Linked DNA regions of Zea mays: region 1 is linked to region 2. Evidence: chromatin contacts called from public Hi-C data. All regions are on one chromosome and are shown on one strand. Each heading gives the region's core, a stretch centred on a gene start, on an enhancer-like site or on the middle of the called end of the contact. The rest is flanking DNA. Distances are from core to core; before and after follow the strand shown.

What was found. Hi-C and Micro-C count contacts between places; a contact is called where the count stands out from the background.
Region 1: a contact with region 2 is called in a Hi-C map of ear, with 2.6 times the contacts expected there. The contact joins the promoter of LOC100273926 here to the enhancer-like site in region 2. A contact is called at or near these places in 2 of 25 Hi-C or Micro-C datasets (ear and tassel).

The regions. Positions count from the first base shown.
Region 1 is chr1:111,000,749-111,003,448 of Zm-B73-REFERENCE-NAM-5.0, forward strand. LOC100273926 (CW7) reads left to right here and starts at 1,450. Exons shown (of 12, transcript NM_001148318.1): 1 at 1,450-1,662. The coding sequence starts at 1,565.
Region 2 is chr1:110,293,329-110,296,028 of Zm-B73-REFERENCE-NAM-5.0, forward strand. No RefSeq gene overlaps it. Among protein-coding and RNA genes, the nearest start is that of LOC103637762, 43 kb to the left of the region's middle. Within about 2 kb of position 1,418, at least 17 of the 20 cell types and tissues checked have an H3K27ac peak or open chromatin away from gene starts, as enhancers often do. A contact at or near this core is called in ear and tassel, where this site is marked.

The sequences.
Region 1 (2,700 bases), core at 200-2,699, 710 kb after region 2:
TAATTTATTTGTGTTGCCTTATTTTTGATATCCTCTAGGAGTTAAAAGAAAGTGACCAACAAGGACGGTCCGCCTAGGGTGAGTTGCTCAAGGTGGTTAGCTCATTTTGGGCCTTAGTAGTATGTAAGAGAACAATGGCCTTATAGAGACTCTTTTGAGGAGTATAGGCGTGTGTTTGGATTTGCCCAACTAGATGTACATTGATTGGAATAGTCCTCCTCCTCGGATATTGATACTACTTGTTGTATCACTACCATCTTAGTTAATACAATTAGAACTAGATGATGATGATGAGGCTATTACCAGATCATGGAATATGCTCTAATTATCTACCACATGCTTGAATGTAGTTCATGAGCTTAACTAGAATGGTTAAGTAATGAACTTGAATACCAAAAACTTTGAATACAAGGATGCACTATTAGTAATGCTTTCCTAGAAGTTCAACAAATGGCAAACTAATTTGACAAGACATATTTTTTAGAGTCAGGAGACCACTCTCACCTAGCCAAGTAAATTTTGATTAGTACATTGTGTACTTAGGGTTTTCCTCTGCTACAGGTAGAAGGTGGATACTAAAACTAACTGATGTTGTGTGGAACCTCCTTGTAGGTGCGAAGAAGATCGTTCTGCTATGATGGTAGTAGTTTTATTCGTATACCTCTAAATATTTGTATAAATTTTCAAAACTGTTTCACTCTTGTTGCTATCAAAATGATCTTTTTGCAATTTTTTATTTTTGAGATCAGTTTTGTAATAGTTCTGATTTTGTGTCCTTATGATGTATAAAGTGGTTAAGAATATTGTAATATTTATTCATTTCTTTATGATCCTTATAAGAACATGGATTTTTGAGTTCTTCTACCGAATTTAACCTTGTCGTTTCTATGTTTAATGTAAAATAGTTGATAAGTATATTTGAGATTAGTTAAATTGGACAATTCTATCGCCCCATTTCGTCTAAGGTTTAATTTTGAACAATTTTAAATGATAATGGAAATTTTGTATTTCGATTCAAGTACGGTCTACCATTGTACCTTGTGTCCTTGTATGGTTCTCATTGTTTTGCAATTAAAAACATTTGGTCAAAGATGCGGTTATTGGGCTAGGCTCCCTCGGCCAGTCCACGGGACTAGTTGGGCTGAATTCTCGTATGAGGTTGGTTAGTTTTGCTCTTAATCTACGTGGATTATGTGGGATTGAGTGGTTTTAAATTCCAAACAAATCAATTTACTAGTTTGAAAACTCTATTTTTCTAAAATATTTCTATTTTTCTAAAAAAAATTAATTAATTTTATTTGATAAAATAGAAATTTCTTTAAAAAAATGAAATTTCTAAACTAGTCCTTATAATTTTTTAATCTCATCCAATGGTACAGTAGTGGCCGATGTGGCCGGATTCTCGTCAGATCGGACTTGGTTCCTACAACTTTTTCGGCCTGGCCAACCGTGCTGTGCAGGAGAGCAGTGCAGAGGAGAGCGAGGAGGCGTGCGATTGCTTGCTTTGCTTCCGAGTTTCGACACGCGTGCCCAGGAATCGGTCGGATTCCCCAATCCCGTCACCATGGCCGCGCCGCCTTCTCCTTCGTCCCGCTCCCCGTCGAGCGAGGTTGCCGTCCACAGATTCAGCGGCACCTTGGATGTATCATCATCGCCCTCAAGGTATGTGCGCGATGTGAACCCCTCCTTATGGTCTTCCTTCCTCCTTATGGCCGCTCCTGTCTCCACGCCACGGCTGCGGGGAGAGAGAGAAGCAGCGAAGGTGCGGAATTGCGGAAACCAAAATTAGCCTATCAAGCATTGTACTGTGGTCTGTGGAGATGAGTTAAATTTAGCTTATGATCCGAATCGTTCATTCCGAGGCTGAATAGGAGCAAGCATTTCATGGAATCAACGAGAAACTTTTTTTTAGATAATGGAAAAAATTAGTTCCGGCCTTCTGCATATGCTTGCATACAGCCTCGGAATTCTAGCATTAAAAATCACTAAGACATTGCAATTCTAGCATTAAACCGCCATCCATATCTTGCAAAAATCTCCATAGCTACCACCTCCAAAGAGCGACACACATCGTTTATTTCCTGACGAGCCTCTTCTTTCTGCATCAATCTCCAAAATCTAAACCAGTAGGTTCCCCTAAAAATGATCTGCATAATAGACTGTAATTGTTTATTGTTAAAAACATCATTTCGGCAAAGCCATAATGACCAAAATATAGCTGCCACTCCTATCATCAGTCTTTTTTTTGTGCGCGTTTCCTTTGCTAGTTTGCCAAGATCCTATTATGTGATTAATATTAGCAGGCCTATCTATTTTAAGAGCAATAAAAACTCGGGCAATATAGCAATCGAAAAAAAGGTGTTGGATATTCTCATTCTGATCACATGAATACATGAATTTAGCAATATAGCAATAGAGCGACAATCAACGAGAAACATGAATACCTAAGCTTGCTAATTCCACACCTATAGTGATTGACTTCAATTGCTGCTGTTGTTTCATTCGAGTTTATACTACAGTGGGTTCGTAATTACTAGGGATTACCTGTCTATACAATCTGTGGTGGCTGGTGGGTCGCCCCCTTTGCAACCTAACATGCATGCATATGATTTTGGTCCCAGATTCTAGCATTATATATCATTAGTAAATCTATTTGGCTATATGAAGATGGAAATCAAAATAACCTATGTGTCCCATGTA
Region 2 (2,700 bases), core at 168-2,667:
CCCGCTACGGATCCAGGAAGAAGAAAGCATAGGAATCCCTCATCCGAAATGCCATCACAGCAGTTCAACCCGATAACCTCCCTATACTCTGTAGCGACGCCTCCCCACTTTCCTCTTTCGGGTAAGGTAATCTCTCCCTAGCTTTCCTAATTACTTGGCCAAGGGTGTCCCATTCCACCCTTGTGGTAGCACAGTTTTCCTAGGTGGTTCTCCATGTTCCAATTAACATGATGATCTTATCAAGAACATAATTTAAACAGCAACGAAATTGGAACATGATCATAATATAGCATATGTTTCCCAAAACCAGGTAAAGCAATAGCATATCTACCCAATAGTTCATATGTTTGCAAGGTGTGGGATAAACAATACTAGGGAAACCTATTAGGTCCCATCAATTTACCTAGAGCATGTCACAGTGATTGACAGGAACATTATTAGGTAAAGAAAAGTGATTAAGGGCACAAGTTGCCTTAGACTCGATATTCCCAGGTACTTCACCAATTTGGTCTTCGGGTTACTCGTGACCTCACTGCTACTCGTGGCAATACATACATACAAACAAGGAGTATATAAAATAACATTACACCAAACATAAGAACAATTTGCATAGGAATCTTCTATGCACCGCTACGAGATCGTAGGTTCAAGAACCACTAAAATCAGAGTTACGGTTTAAAAGATATGGCTTTTCAAAGTTTTAGGTGGTTAACCAATAAAACTATATGTTGATTAAAATAAATCATGTAAGAAAAGATATAACTAACTCAATGTTTAATCTAAGTTACAATATAATCATATTCTAGTAAATGATCCAAATTACAATCCTATATTGACTCCGATTAAACATGTTCATTCAAAAAACATAGGTTGAATAAATTAGTTATTTATTTTTGAGAACATCTTACAGAATAAAATAATGTTAATAAGATGTAGGTAATATTAATATGAGACTAACACAACTTGAACAGGACTAATTGGAGTTAAAGCGAATTAGTTATGAATTTTACAAGTTTCAAGGTTTATATTTATACTAAAAATCAATTTCAAATCTATTTAATAAAGTATCTGGACTGTGTCCACTAATACCTGAGAACTCAGGGGCTATAGCGTATAAATCTGGACCTTCCTAAAACGATCTTTGCATAGATAGGGATGGCAGGTTTATTTGACAAAAGCCAAGGAGTCTCTTATGCAAAGTGTCGGCCGAAGGGGTATGGGTCACTATGATCCGTCTGATCCTTCACCTACGACCTTGATTAGATTACCACTTAAAACAAAACTGTAAGCAATAACAATCATAGGATGACAGATTAGTGGTCCAAAATTTGTCCACGACACACGCTGGTCCCAGCCCTCGGATCTTGGATCAATGGCGTGGATCAAGATCCAACCGGTATTCACCTGATCTAATCTCGTCCGCTCTTTTGCAATCCAACGGCCTCAGACCACCCTCCACCCCATGACACGGGGGCGTGGTGGCGCCTAGAGTCAGCGGCGACGCTCGTGGCTGGAGAAGATGATGTTGTGCCAAGAGCCTCAAATCCCAATCTGAATGGTGCTATGCGTAGAAGAGACCAAAACGGACTAGTTAGGAGTGTTCTTAGCAAGGTGGGCGACACAGGGATGTGTGGCTTTGTCCATGCGTGGCAGCATGGCGGACACCGACGTCGGTGAGAAATTCACACCTCCCAGACCACCAATGGTGCCCAGAGAAGCGACAAGCACCCCCGTGGAAACTCTGCGAAACTCCCGGACCCGATTCCATTGCTTTTATGACGATGGTGTAGAGCTCTATTTATGTGCGACCGCGGCCTAACCCTCCCTCTGCTCGACGACATCTCTCCCTCACACATTGGCATTCACGCCCGGCACTGCTGGTTGCTATGGATGGGTGGCCAGGGGAGGTGACCTTATAGCGCAGAGACGCGGGGAGAGCCCGCGCGGTTGGTCAATCGGCGAGATCTCCGCACGCGGCCACGACGAGGTTGTTACGAATGGCTCAGAGGGGAGCTATCCCGGGGCCCCACCAGTCGGTGCCTAGCATGCGCAGTAGAGACATTTCACCTGGGACATGCGTCAGCGCGAGGGTGTTTAACAGACGAGCTCGCCTGTCGACTCCTACGGCATCACAGGCTGAGTGTGCGCACATCGGAGCTATGGAGGGAAAGGGTTGATTGGTTCGTGGGCCGACCTTATAGGGATTTGGCCCAAATCAGTTTGGTCTTATTCTTTTCTCCTTTCTTTTATGTTTTCTTTTATATTTTAATTTCTTGATTCAAATTTTGATTTAGATTTCACACTCAACTTTAAAGCATAAGATTCCCAGCATGAGATGCATCAATATTTTATTCATCTATTTATTTATCTATTAATTCTATTTAAGGAATGCTTCCACGTAATCCATTCATGCAGACAAAATAGTGGTTTAAGAAAATGTCTTCTAGGGTATAGCATTTTTAAGAGATCCTTTAACTTATATAATTCAACAAATATATACTTGAATATAAATCATTTTATTTGATTTTTTATTTTAGGGAAATGTAGCTTTCACAAAGGAAAACCCTTATTAGAACATATTCCAATTCAAACTCTTCGAAGAATTTTACCAAATTCCACCAATAAAATTTTGAGGTGTTACATTCCTAATGCCTCTAGTCCATTGAACCTCTACTGTGACAACAATGGGGCTATTGCGCA